Regions from separate parts of the Mus musculus genome. Here region 1 is linked to region 2. The links are chromatin contacts, called in public Hi-C maps. All regions are on one chromosome and are shown on one strand. The core of a region is the stretch at or near the end of the contact, and the rest is flanking DNA. Distances in the headings are between cores, read along the strand shown. Region 1 holds the start of Sag (S-antigen, retina and pineal gland (arrestin)). Region 2 overlaps Inpp5d (inositol polyphosphate-5-phosphatase D).

Region 1 (7,091 bases), core at 3,033-5,532, 94 kb before region 2:
CACTCTGTAGCACAAGCTCTGGAACACACTGTGTAGCCCAGGCTGTCTTCAAACCTGGTGCCACAGGAACACTCAGGGTCTGCCCCTCTCCCCGTCCTGGTACATATTCCACTTCCAGGGCTGTGGAGGCCTCCCCTGCACTTGTTGGTCAATGGAGATGAAACCTCTCCAGGTTGCTACCTTGGTTTGAGGTAAGTGCTTAAAACAGGGACGGGTCTAATTATGTATCCCTGGCTGTCCTGGAACTCAGAGGGATTCACTTGCTGCTGCCTCCTGACTACAGGGATTAATGGTGTGTGCTGTCAAGCCTGGCTAAGGCCTGTTTGTTCTCACACTCTGATAGAGAGGGAAAGGCTGCAGATCCAGTTCAGACTGGATGGGACTAAGTTCCCCAGGGGTGGTACATCATGAGCTTTAACCAGGAGCAAGCAACTCTGAATTCAACTGGGAGCAAGACCACCCTCCTATTACCCTGGAAAGGAGTGGGAGGGACAGGAACAGGTGGAAAAGGGTGGCCTTGTGAAACCGAAGGATAGACTTCTGGCAACTCACGCATAGCTAAGCACACCTTCTTGGATAAAATAGCCAATCATGCACAAGATCCAGCATCAGTCATGAGATCCCATGCTAAGAGGAGGCCAGCTCAAATGGGTGATTCCTTTTTCACCCTTCTCTTCCGGCCTCCCATCTGTCTTTTACTTTAACAAGTCTTTAAGTAAGTATTCATTTTACTTAGATGTGTATAAATCTTTTGCCTACATGTTTGCATTATGTATGTTCCTGGTGCCTGCAGAAGTCAGAAGAAGGCAGCTGATGCCCTGGAACTGGAGTTATGAATGGTTGTGAGTTACCATGTAGGTGCTGGGAATTGAACCCAGGACATCTGAAGAAGCAGCAGGTGTTCTTTAACTATTGAGCCATCCCTCTAGCAGGCCAGCCAGGCAGCTAGCCTGCATGACTTCCTTTGACAAGTGCTTCTGTGTAGCTCTGGCTAGCCTTGAACTTAGGATCCTCATGAGTATTGGAATCAGAGATCTGTGCTGCCACTTCCAGCTCAAGGGATGTTTCTTGATTGGTCTGATCCAGTTCTGAGCATCTAATTCCTTTGGCTTGTGATCGGCATAGTGTAGTTAGGTTTCAGACTCAACCAGTGAAGATAAGAGGAAAGTCTCCTGGAGAGCTCCCAGATAAGGTCTCCTGACATTTAAGAGACCATAAGGGGCACTCATCTTGTTTGCTTCCTGCCTAAAGATCACTTCCTGCTACCAGGCCCCATTATCCTCAAACCACAAACTGAAATGAGCTGGGCTGTTCACTACCAGCCTGAGGATCTCACAGAGAAGAGAACAGCAGAGAAACAGTTGCAGAGGCCAGGCACCCATGTCTAGGCCACGCAAGGGTTGCCATTGGAAACTCCCAGTACACAAAACATGAATTGATGGATTCTCCTCCACTCAGACCCTTGCACTAGGGGGAAAAAAAAACTTAAGTAGGGCCTGCACATGCCTGGAACCCGAGTTTCTCAGGAGGCTAAAGCTGGAGGAGTCCAAGTTCAAGGCCAGCCTAGGAAACTTCATGAGATTCTGACTCAAAATAGAAGTAAAATTAGAGATGGGTATATATATATATATATATATATATATATATATATATATATACACACACACACACACACACACACACACACACACACACACACATATATATATATATATATATATATATATATATATATATAAACAGATACATATATATACCTATACATACATACATATATGTGTATACACACACACACACATATGTATCAGTGGTGGGGTGGTAGCCTAGCATATATGAGGCCCTAAGTTTAATTTCCCAGGACCATAGGAGAAGAAAAAGAGGCAAGGAGGGAGGAAAGAAGGAAATACATTTCTTGTTTCACATAATGTCTGTTTAAAGACCAGGTGCATTTCAAGGAGGCATGGCCATAGATAATGGGTGCCTGTTAGGTATTAGAGGGAAGGGGTGGGGTGGAGGATCAGAGGGATGGAGGGGAGAATGGTAGGGGATCAGAGAAGTCAGCACAAAGTAGGAAGGGGAGATAAGGGCTGGACAGACACAGTGGGAGAAAGAGCTGGAGAATGGAAGATGTAGGGCCCCGAAGCTATAAACTCAAAGCACCCAAAGGCTTGATGGAAATGACATTTCCAGCTGATAGAGGAATGGGCAGAGGAGGGCACATGTGAAAAACCTGAAGAATGAAACGGATCTGCACCATCACCGTCCATTAGGTATCCCGGCTAGATATAGCACAGATACACCAGCCTTAGTGTGCTAGTTATGCAGGCTAGTGTGGCCAGTGCTGTATTCCCACGACTTAGTAAGGAAGAATAATGAAGTTGGGATGGGACAATGGGACTGAGATGGTAGGCTGCAGGATCCACTGTTGTTCCTTGGTTCTCTCGCGCCGATTGTCCATCCCATGGACACCAGCCTTCCCTAGGCCTCATGGTAGATGGATGTTGATCAGGTTATATACGACAAATGTCTGCTTCCTACTAATCTTACAATAATTTCCAAGAAGCCTCTCTTCTGTGCCACTTACCGACTTGTCCCGAGAGACCTTCTTGAAGATGACGTGGGATTTATTGGTCTTCCCGCAGGCTGCCATGCTGTCTGTCCCTTGGGATGTACGTCAGAGGTTGGAAGGCTATGAAAGTACAATGATCCCACACATCAAGTTACCCATGCTCTGGACACAAAGCCCACTCCTGTGACTTCCTCCTTTGGACATTTCCTCCCACATGTTCCAGTATCCATCCATGATCAAACCAGCACTGATCAGTTGTACTTTACTGTAGTGTGCAGCTAAAAAATACTTAGTTTTTTTTTTTTATGTGTGTGTGTGTGTGTGTGTGTGTGTGTGTGTGTGTGCGCGCCACATGTGTACAGATGCCTGCAGAGACCAGAAGAGGGTGTTGGATCTCTTGAAGCTGGAGTTATAACCTGACCTGGGTGCTGGGAACTGAACTCGTGTCTTTTGGGAGAACAGCAAGCACTTATAACTGCTGAGTCATTTCTCCAGCCCCAGTTCCCCGCTCCACCCAAATGGGGTCTCAAATGGCTGGCTTGAAACTCACTGTGCAGACCAGACTAGCCTCAAACTCATAGAGATCTACCTAAGTCCACCTCCCAAGTGCTGGGATCAAAGGTGTGTATCACCATGCCGGGCCCATTGTATATTTTGGTATGTTTTGTCTTTCTTGGTAAGCTTCAGGCATTTCAGTAAACTTCACCAGGTAGATCCTAATGGCGTTTTGTCTTTTTTGATTAAATGTTGGTGTCATGTACTTGTAAGGCTGTATCTAAAATTCTGTCGTGCCAGGGGCAGAGTTAGGATTGCAAAGTTTGAGGCCAGCCTGGACTACAAAGTGAGTTCCAGGGCAGCCAGGGTGATTCAGTAAGACTCTGTCTCAAACAAAATCAAACAATTCTATCATAACTAGATTTTTTTCCCTCCTCTTCCTCCTCCTGTCTCATTATGTAGCCCAGGTTGGCCTCAAACTGGCAATCCTCCTGCCTAGTGCTGGGATCACATCTGTGTACCACCACACCTGGCTTTTCTGTGGCTTATGGTAAGCACACAGAAAATATTCCTGAAATATGCCGTATGACTGCTCCCCAAAAGCAGCTGTCAGAGGCACATGAGAGCCCTAGTTCCACCAAGCAGGCCTTTCTTTCCACTCAGCATATCTGTTTCCTCTCAGACTGGCAGATAGGCAAAGCCATCTCATGGTTTGGGACTAAATGCCCTCCAAGTTTCCTTTCCAAGCAAAACCTGTGGCAGTCAGAGGTAGCGAACCCCAGCAAACATGCAGAAGCGCATGTCTGTCCTTGTTGTCCCACCCCCAGACTCCCACCCCATGTCCACTCTGGTTTCTGAGAATGCCTGGGTTTGCTGCTCACTTACCTTGTAATTTGTCACCACCCAGTTGAGCTGGCCAGAGAAGTCACGAGAGGGTACCTGTGCTTTTCGACAGTGAGCAGCCAGCCCACGCTCTGAGGGACCTGGTGCAATCCTATCAGATAACCCCACAGGGCAAGGGTGAGGCCCCTGGCTGCCCCGGGGGGGGAATTTGTAGGGATCTGTGCCCAGCTGTTAGGTCTCAGTGTCTAAAAACCAAATCAGATTTGAGGAGCAGGGAGCTGATTGGATTATCGAGATGGCAGATTGCCCACTTCAGCAGTTCTAGCATTAGCTGGGAGCTCCAATCTTCTCAGAGGGTCCCAAAGATGCACGAGCCATCCAGCTGGCCTGGGCAAGGTGCAAAGAGAGGAATAGCTAATTGAAAGCTTTTGTTTCTTGTTTTTTTTTTTTTTTTTTTAATCCTAAACCTCTTTAGGTTCTGGAAATAGATGGCTTATCCTTTCGCTCTTCACCATCATCAGGAAGGGGTATGTTCGACTGACAGGCCTGATTAAGCTCAGCAGCATTAGGGTGTTATATAAAGAAAAAGGTCAAGGAGAAAGGTCAGCCCAGGGCTGGGCTGCACGTGGCCCTTACCTTCACCCTACACACCAAGAGTTCTGTTGGGCCCTCTGTATCTTTCCTTGTCTTTACACGTTCAGTATGGGTCTACACGCCAGCTAGGCTTCCCCAGGCGGTAATAACTCCATCACCCGATGGGCATCTATCTCTACATCCCAGGCCCTTCTCTATACCCAGTACAGACTTTCTTAACCCTGACCTGATGATTCCCCTGCTGGGGGAGGTCCTGTCACTCTTGCATGGAGACAGACATCTTGGAACATAAGTGAGCCTTCTACCTTCTACCAAGTTTGACCAAGTGTCATTGCCTCAGGGAAGTCCCCCCAGGCACAGGCCTAGGCCAGAGGCACAATTGCCATTCATCCTTACTAGCAGTTCTGTTTCCTTATTAGACTCTGGGCCTGTGAGGCAGAGTATCCACCACTCTGTGTTGCCCTCACTTAGTGAGGAGTAAGCCACGCTCCCAAACACACTCGGAATGATTGGGATGCTATAGCTACTGACAGTGGGCATCACTCTAGCAATAAAACAGTAGCAACAAAAGGCTTATTGTGATATCTGGAGTGAGGGTGTTAGCATTTGTCCCCAAATCTGCTGGCTTTCCATCCAGTCTGAATAATGCCTGCCAGGTTATTATTCCTCACCACTCTGCCCATCAACCAACCGTTTGGTCTGCTGTTCTCCTTTGCTTTTAGTAAACCTGTTTTTTGTTGTTGTTGTTGTTGTTGTTGTTTTGTTTTCACTTTTGCTGTTGCTGCTGCTGCTGCTCCTCTTCTTCCTCCTTCTTCTTCTCCGTTCCCAACCATAAAACCAAGAGTACTTGAGATCCCACACACTTAGAAAGTCAAGTCTCTGGGCCGCAGCAGTAACAGCTGATGGTTTAGTGAAGCATGTTTACCATGGCGATGGATTTCATGATAGTATTTCCACACATCTGTCACTGTACTTCATTCTATTTCAATCTCTGTCCCCCAAAAGCTCTCTTCTGTGTCCCCTTTATTTAGTTTTACCTAAAATTGCCAAAGCTTTTAATTTCCAAGGGAAAACTTCTTATTTGAATTCATTACTTTGAGATAGAGTCATGCTTACATACCTTTGGTTAGCTTATAACTCAAAATCCTTCCATCTTAGCCTTTGAGTCAAAACTTTTTCTTTTCTTTTTCTTGAGTCAGGCCTCACTATGTCACTCTGGCTAGCCTGGAACTCCCTACATAGACCAGGCTGGTCTTTTACTCAGAGTCCATTCGCTTCTGCCTCCTGGGTGCTGGAATTAAAGAAGTACAACACCACACCTGGCAAAACATTTTCTAAAAAGATTTACTTTAAAATTGGTTATGTATATGAGCATTTTGTCTGCATGTATGTGCATCATGAATTTGCCTGGTGCTTGCCTAGGCCTGAAAGGGGGCCCAGCTCTCCGGAGCTGGGATAGATGGTTGTGTGTGGACCTCTGTGTGGGTGCTAAGAACTAATCCAGGTTCTTTCCAAGAATAGTGAGTGCTCCTAATCGCTAAGCCACGTCTCCAGCCACAATGTCGGCTTTTTAAAGATATTTATTTTATGTGTATGCCATAGAACATGTCTGTGTACCACTTATATGTAGTACCTACAGAGGCGCAGAACCTCCTAGAACCAGAGTTACAGTTGTGAACCCCCATGTGGGTGCTGGAAATCAAACCCAGATCCTCTACAAGAGCAGCCAGTGCTCCTGATCACTGAGCCATCTCTCCAGCCCCAAAGGGTTTTTTTTAAGTGGACAAATCCCAGTTCAGTGTAAAAGGACTGATAAAGGAAAACGTTATCCAATGAACTGCAGTTATATTTATCCTAGCTTTTTAGGTTTGTTTAGTGTGTCCCCCACCCTGTACCTGCTCGTAGCAATTCTCCTGCTTTAGCATCCCCCCCAAACCCCTTTCCCATACTGGGATTATATGTGTGTGCCATCAAACCTGATTAGTTTCTGCAGCTGGGACACTGTGGGCCCTTCAGAGATTGCTCTTCTCCTAGAGACAGACATTAAAAACCCTGGCTTCCCAGTGCTCCCGGCCCAGAGCCTATATTCCCAATCACCTTCCTCCTGGCATCCTAGTGCTCCTGACCCGAAGCCCACATTCCCCATTGCTCTCCTCCTTTGGAGTCTCTGACCTAACTCAGGCTGGCTTTAAACCCATGATCCTCCTGCCTCCCCTTCTGGAGAGCTAGTAGCAGAGGCTTACACCTCATGCTTCCCTCAGACCCCAACTCTTTTCATCAAGGCTGTTATTCTCCAGGCCCTAGTCTGCCATAATCACAGCTAGACCCCCCCCCCATACTCCCCAGATTGTCCATGGTCTGTCTTGCCTATCATTTCCATGGAAACAGCAAAAAGAGCATTGCCATGGTTTCCCCTCACTCCCTGCAAACCCTAGCGTTTCCCAGTGTGGTTCTGTGTGGCACGGCAAGCCCCCTCTTCTGGGGAACTATGAGTGACAAATCTCATTCTGGTACAGTTGCCTCCTGATCATCACACCTGAATAATAGTAAAACTGACATTTTCAAATTCTAGGACTATTTATTTGTTACT
Region 2 (7,202 bases), core at 3,347-5,846:
GTGGGGTTCACTGAAGACAAGGTCAGCACATGGGGAGAGCAGAATGAGAACCTGGTGGGCCTGGGGCTGTGGGAGAGTCACGTGGGACATGTTGGTTTGCACATCCCACGGAAGGCATCAGACCAGCAGGGTGAGTGTGCGGCACAGAGGGTGAGGCTAGAGGTGGTAAGGAGGGCAGCTGTGTTAAAACTGGAGGAGACAGTCCAGAGCCAGGTGAGGCAACCTTTGTAGTCACACACCAAACCTTGTTCCACAATGGGCTCCATCTCAGGAGGACTAACACGAGCACATCAGGAAACAGGGGTGTTTCTGATATCAGGAAACAACATAGACTGGAATGCCCAGGTTACTCTCCAATCCGTCTTTCCTGTTAGTCACTGTGTTGGTTAGTCTTTCTGTGTTTTGTTTTATTTTGTTTCTTGAGATAGGGTCTCATTATGTAGCTCTGAATGTCCTGGAATTCACTGTGTAGACAACGCTGGCCGTGAACTCACAAGATCAGCCCGTCTACGTCCTGAGTTCTGGAAGTAAAGGCATGCCCCGCTACACCCCTCTGTGTTGGTTGGTTTGAAATGCCCTCTTGACACAATCTAGGATCACCAGGGAAGAGAGTCTTTATGAAGAATTGACTAGATAAGTTTGGCTTGTGGGCATGTCTATAGGGACTTGTCTTCATTGTTAATTAATGTAGGAAGACTCAGTCCATTGTGGGTGGCACCATTTCCTTGGCTGGGCCTTGAACTGTGTAAGAGTGAAGAAAACTAACTGAGAACAAGCAAGGGTGCATGTGTTTATTCTCTGTGCTCTTGACTGTTGATGTGATACTTCAGGTTCCTGCCCTGGCTTCTCCACAACACTAGACTGTAATGTGGGCTTGAGGAAGTCAAATGATCCCTTCCCTCCCCATGCTACCTTTTAATCAGGGCATTTGCCACAGCAACAGAAATGAAGCTAGGAAGTCATGGGTGGTGACTTTTGACCACTTATGTTCCTGGCCTCCCTGAATGCAGGAGAAGTATCTTTTGCCCTGGAATTGTTCAGTCATCTATAGCTCCTTCTTCCTGCACTGCACATCCTTCCACTGGCTGGTGTTAAGTCTGTAGGTCATGGACTATACTGTATTTACACTGTGTCTTCCTGAATATAGCAGGTGTTCATTAAAGGATAGTTGAGCTGAGCCCTTCCTACATGGAAATGTTCTCCAAGGCTTTGATCTTTCAGAGATGAGGATTTGAACTCAGGATGTGAAACTGAGGTAGGAGAGTGGGTCCCCTGGGCCACAACATTTCTTCTCCTCTGACCTTGGCTTTCCTGAACTCCACTTTACCCTCTCCTGGACTCTGGTTCACACAGCCCAGCTAGCTGTAATAAGTCTTAGCAAGCTTCGTCTACCTGCCAGAAGGCTCCCATTGCCTCATAGGGTCATGGCTGGTGAGGTTCTTCAAGCATTTCATTCCACTGGATTCATCCCGCTCTGTCTTCACAAAGTCTGGAAGAGAACATTTAGGAAAGAAAACATGTGAGATCCTAGCCACGGCATGGGTTAGAAATGGCAATGTGGTATCTCTTTGCAGGCCAAAGCTGGACAGTAAATAGTGGTTACTGGGAGAGGTATATCAAGCAAGATTTTCAGGCTTCAAAATCCTTACGCTTGGCAACTGTTGCCTGCCATGATGCCTGCCATGATGCCTGCCATGGGTCCAGAAGGAGATGAACAGATACTTATGACCCAGTTGTTATTTCAAGAAATACCTTGTTAGCTTAGCCATGGATAAAACAGACATTTCTTGTCAGACTAGAACAAACTTAGAACAGCTATTAGGTTACCCTATAAGAGTACTTCCCATGCAGAGCTTATCTGTTTATGGGAACCCCTATAAATCAGTTTAAAGGAACCCCGGGCTTTATTTCTGGAATGTGGTTGCTAGGTAATGACCCACTATCTGTTCAACCCACTGTCCTGCTAGAGAAAAGAAAGATCTCTCATGGGGCACAGGAGAGTCACATGCACAGAAGCAGTGGCCCTTAGAGCCCTCCCTGGCATAAGGAGCCCCTGCACCCCATGTTGTGCGTTCCTACACTTGCTATTTTCATGACAGGCAAGCAACCACTATGTCTACCAGCTCCTGCTTGGCCCTGGATGAACTTGGCTTAGCCTGAGTTTGCAACATTAAGCCAGTCATCTAGCTCCAGTTTCTCCATCTGCCAAGTAGAGATAACCATACTTGACTCACAGGGCGGTTGTGAGAGATAAATGAGATGACTTGTTTTCTTCTCATTAAAGACATCGTCTCAGTATGTCACCCAGACTAGCCTTGAACTCACGATCTTCTCGCCTCAGCCTCCTGAGTGCCAGGATCACCACGCTACCCTAGAGACTTTCTAACCACGCTATATTCTGAAGGCACAGATCATAGATACTTGATAGCTTTGCTGAGAGAAAGAACATGTCCTTAGTGCAGTGGCCTCTGGGAAAGCCAGGAGGAGGCTGGCTGACCTACCATAGAGCTTCTCCCTCATCTTGCCCTGGGAGGTCTGCAGCTTAATCTCTCCCCTGAAGTGGCCAGTCATCTCCCCATGGTGGGTGAGAGGCGTGTAGATAGGATGCTGAGCCTCTGTGGTCTCCAAGCGAAGGGCAATGCAGCCTTCACCTGGGGAAAGGAGAGAGAGCATCAATAGGAACATCTTGGCATTAGACGGATATAGAGCATGCTCAGAGAGATGGCTGTACCACTGGGAGACAGCTCCTTGAAGCAAGTGGCCGGGCAGGGATTGCCAACAAACCCTTTCAATCGATGCCTTAGCAATCTGGGGCAAATGTCTGAAGCCTCATAGGAAAAAGAACTCTATACAGATCAATGCTGAGGGAAAAATTAAATCCTAGAAAAATCCATCTAAGAAATGGTATTAAATGTTAATCTGGTTGCTATAGGGAAAGCTTACTTCCCAAGGTTTGAAACAGTACAAGAAATAAACAAAATCAGATAAACAGGTAAGAGTGTAAGTCAGTCTAAAATCTCTATACAAGGAAAAGTCTGAAAGGAAAAGGAGACAGACTGGAAAGCTGACCTGGCAGCAGGGACGGGCTAATGTTCTGCACCTGGGTCTGAGGAGCTGGCTAGGGACTAACGAGAGACACGGTGGCACAGGCAGACTCAGGCTCAAGCCACAGCTCAGTTGAGGACTATCTGTGTGACCTGGGGGGAGTCACTTGACCTCTATGAGCCTCAGTTTACCTATTTACTCACTGGGGAACAGAACCTGCCTCTTAAGGCTAAGATTAAATTACATGGTACCTGCAGCTCACTCAGCAAGGCTAAGCAGGAGGTTACTGGCTGTGGCACCCAGAAGTGACAAGGAGCAGGGATGGTAACCCACTAGGAAAAGTCCCTCTGGGACAGAGGAAGTGGCAGCATCAGGGCACAATGGGTGGTGGCAGACAGGCTTTCTTGAAAGGCTAAGCCACCATCACCCTCACTTCAGAGGCTGAGGCTAAGGTACGGTGAGGTCCCTGGCCTGGGATGCTTACCATAGGACTCGTCACTGTCAGAGGATTTAATGCTGATCAGGATATGCTGGTCCAGTAAGTACTCGGGGTCAGAGATAATGGGCTTTAGCTGCAGAGGAGACACCAGATTAGAGTCCACAGGTGAGGGCAGGTCAGGACAGGTAAATGGGGGTCAGCAGTCTTGGTGTTTGCATGCATCAGGAGAGCTGGAGAGAGGCTTAGTGGTTAAGAGCACTGGCTGCTCTTCCAGAGGTCCTGCATTCAATTCCCAGCAACCACATGGTGGCTCACAACCATCTGTAATGGAACCTAATACCCTCTTCTGGCATGCAGATGTACATGCAGATAGAGCACTCATTCATAAAATAAATAAATACATAGTAAAACGGAACTGAATATGTTCTTTTAAGCAAACTCAGGTCTTGGCTCTTCATGCCCAAGAGAGCAGGTGGACCCCATTGCTCAGCCAAGTGAGAGATAGTTTTCTTCCCTGCCCCACCCCATTTCCTAAACTGGGTTGAGTTGAGCTTCCAGGTCCCTGGTCCATTGCCTCCATTCTTCCTTCCATTCTTTGCATATCCCAGAGGCCAAGGGAAGGTCTAGCAGCCAGGTCTGAAATGAGACTTGCAGTACCATCCCTCTCCTCATACCCCTCCAAGGTCTATGGCTGCATTAGAGAAGACACCATAGGCCTGCTCCCTGTCTGAGTAAATGTGTCACAAACCTCCAGTTGGGCTTGAAATATTCTGTGGTTTGCTAGAGATGTGGCTTGGTGAGTGACAGACTCCTGGATGTCAGCACTGCCCTCAACTTCCTGCTGCTAAAAAGTGTTCAGGGAAATCAGGGACATAGCTCAATGGTTGGGTGCTTGCTTAGTGCTTGCAGGAGCCTCGATTCAATCTCAAGTGCTGCGAACACTAAGTAGGTAATAACCAAAGGGGAGTAGGCACAGCAGGGCTGAAAACCACTTAGGAATATTGAGGTCATCCATCCATGATGAAAAGCATACCCTAAGTCCCTTGACTACAGTGTCTAAGCTGGTCTCTATGGCTTTGGTCTGGGATGGCTACAGTCTGGATGAACCTGCTGTAGCTGTACTCTGGGCAGACCAGCTACAGCTGTACACTAGCCTACAGAGCTGCAGCTGCACACTAACCTGCACTGCTGCAGCTGCATATTCGCTTGCACTGTTGCAGCTGCCCACTAACCTGCACTGCTGCACACCAACTTGCACTGCTGCAGCTGTCCACCAACCTGCACTGCTGCCCACTAGCCTGCACTACTGCAGCTGCACACTCGCCTGCACTGCTGTAGCTGCACACTCGCCTGCACTGCTGCAGCTGAATACTCACCTGCACTGCTGCAGCTGAATACTCGCCTGCACTGCTGTAGCTGCACACTAGCCTGCAGTGCTGCGTACTAACCTGCACTGCTGCAGCCCTCTGCCCCAGGCACATTTTCTTCCTGGATTACCTTGGGAAGAGTCTCTCCAAACCGTACCACCAGCTCTCCTTCACTTCCCTCTTCATTCTCTCCTTCCTGACTCTTGACAAAACCTGTTAGAGAAGAAGAAGCTGGGTTTGCAGACCACAGAGTGAGAACCAGGCAGAAAAGTCTCCAAGGGGTCGCCTTCCTCGACCACGGAGGACTGTCTTTCCCTTCTCATGTCTCTGAGGCCTCCAAACCAATTAGGAGTCAGGCTTTCTGGGGATTCTGTTTTTGTTTGAAGGATGGTCATTTGCCAACACAGTCTAATTATTTTTAGGAAAAATCAAAGAGATTTCCCCCTCCTTTTTGACTCCTCTTTGCAACATCCCAGGCAACAAAGAAGTCATCACACCGCAGGCAGGAAGACTGGGAAGCATGACAGCTCGTCCCACTTCCCACGACACTCAAGATAGCAGCCTTTTGAAATTCTAATTTAAGCCTCCTAATATGCTGTTTCCATAGAAATCTATGCAAATGTCTCGATAGTTTATTAAAAACACCCGCACAAAGCCCCTCATTCCAGTTGGAACTGTTTTGACCCTGGCTGCTGAGCTGGGGCTTCAGGATGTTGTGGTGAAGGTGGCATAATCCCAGGAAGGTTCGGGATGCATTGAAGGAAGGTGCAAAAAGGTGTGAGGGGGTAGAAGGCTGGTAGCTCTCCTGGGCTCTACAAGCAGACAGTCTGTGCCTCTGTTTGCAAGGTTGGTTCCTATCCTTCCCCATCACTCTTTGAACCATCTCAGGAAGACTTAGAAAGCATATAGTTTTCTTGCATAGGAGTCTCAGACAGTATGTCTGGAGATGTTCTATAGAAAGGATCTTTCATAAGCATGGTGAGTGCTCAACGTTGCCACCTGAAATGGGCTGTCTATCTTTACCTTGCTCCCAGTCACAGTGAGCCCCACAACACAAGAGCCACAATATGGAAAGGGCAAGGGGAGGGCCAGGGCAACAGCAAGCAGGCAGTAGCAGCTATTTAGGCCCTGTTAGATCTTCAGCATTCTGGAGCTTTGCCCAGGGCTTTCACTGAGCAAGAAGAACCCAGCTTGGTGGAAACTCAAACCCAGCTTAATGGAAACTCAAACCCAGCTTGGTGGAAACTCAAATGGATTCTGCCTAGAGAATGTTGATGGACAAGTCAGGGACAGGGGGGACCTAGGGGACAGGGACATGGACACCAGTGGCTGCCTCTATCTCTAGGGCTGAGGCAGTAGAAGAACAAACCACAGGGGTGGGGAAAGGGCCACATAGCCACTGGGTAGCCCCATAGGTACCCCACCTTTGCTGAACCCACTGAGGGGTCCATCCATGGATTCTTATGAGAGAGAGAGAGAGAGAGAGAGAGAGAGAGAGAGAGAGAGAGAGAGAGAGAGAGAGAGAGAAAACGAATGAACTGGGTGAGGGATCAACCAGTTATCAATGGAAAGGTAGTTATGTGAAAGAACCTCCCCAAAGGGTAGTTCACAAGGCACTTACTCTCTAAGCAGCTTGAGTGGAACTCCAAGTAGAACTTAGTCTGGGACTTGGTCTTCAGTGTGGCGTAGCATGCAAGAAACTCGATCTGCCCTTGGCTATCTACAGTGCCAGGACCTGGAGCATGGGAGACTAGGATTTATTTGTATACTGTACCTGAACTGAAGATGGAGGTTCCAGCTTCTTTCTGGGGTTTTCCTCTCTGTGCACCCACTCTGCCAGGCTCCCTCTGAGGGCCCACAGATGGGAAATGTCCAGGTTGGAAGGAGAGATTTGTCTTAAAGGAAAGCTTCCTGACCCAAGCTCAGCATCTCTGTTGATGGCCACAGATTCTCTGGTCTGTCACAAGCTGTTCATGTAGGGTGCAGGTCAGGAAGAATAAAGACAGCAAGGACCCAAGATATGGCTACAATCCCAGCTTTGACAATAATCTGTGTGGCCTCGGGCAACCTCTCAACCTCACTCTAGTCTCCCAACTAATTAATTCTCTTCCTCCCTCCCCCCACCCGTCTGTCTCTTTGTCTCTGTTGTCTGTCTGTCTTTCCCTTCCTACTTCCTCCTTCTCCCTCTGTCCCTCTCTCCTTTTTGCTATATAGAACAGGTGTGTCTAGAATTCACTATGTAGCCAAGGCTGGCCTCAAACTTGGGATCTTCCTGCATCAAGTTCTTAAGCTCCACTGCTAGGGTTAAAGGCATGCACTAATACAACCAAATTTCCCCACAAGTTCTGGCA

Evidence for each region. Hi-C and Micro-C count contacts between places; a contact is called where the count stands out from the background.
Region 1: a contact with region 2 is called in a Hi-C map of rod photoreceptor, with 3 times the contacts expected there. The contact joins the promoter of Sag here to the enhancer-like site in region 2. A contact is called at or near these places in 4 of 39 promoter capture datasets (the HPC-7 cell line, embryonic stem cells, liver and 1 more), 3 of 484 Hi-C or Micro-C datasets (the G1E-ER4 cell line and rod photoreceptor), 1 of 115 datasets of contacts at active chromatin or transcription factors (embryonic stem cells) and 3 of 9 other capture datasets (adipose tissue, liver and pancreatic islet).

The regions. Positions count from the first base shown.
Region 1 is chr1:87,800,871-87,807,961 of GRCm38.p6, reverse strand. Sag (S-antigen, retina and pineal gland (arrestin)) reads right to left here and starts at 4,282. Exons shown (of 16, transcript NM_009118.2): 1 at 3,950-4,282; 2 at 2,585-2,689. The coding sequence starts at 2,650.
Region 2 is chr1:87,707,480-87,714,681 of GRCm38.p6, reverse strand. Inpp5d (inositol polyphosphate-5-phosphatase D) reads right to left here. Exons shown (of 27, transcript NM_010566.3): 20 at 6,473-6,586; 21 at 4,982-5,064; 22 at 3,530-3,617; 23 at 2,502-2,651; 24 at 1,393-1,489. The region is part of intron 3 of Gm33470 (a long non-coding RNA gene); the gene reads left to right. Among named protein-coding and RNA genes, the nearest start is that of Gm33470, 14 kb to the left of the region's middle. Within about 2 kb of position 4,596, at least 37 of the 459 cell types and tissues checked have an H3K27ac peak or open chromatin away from gene starts, as enhancers often do. A contact at or near this core is called in rod photoreceptor, where this site is marked.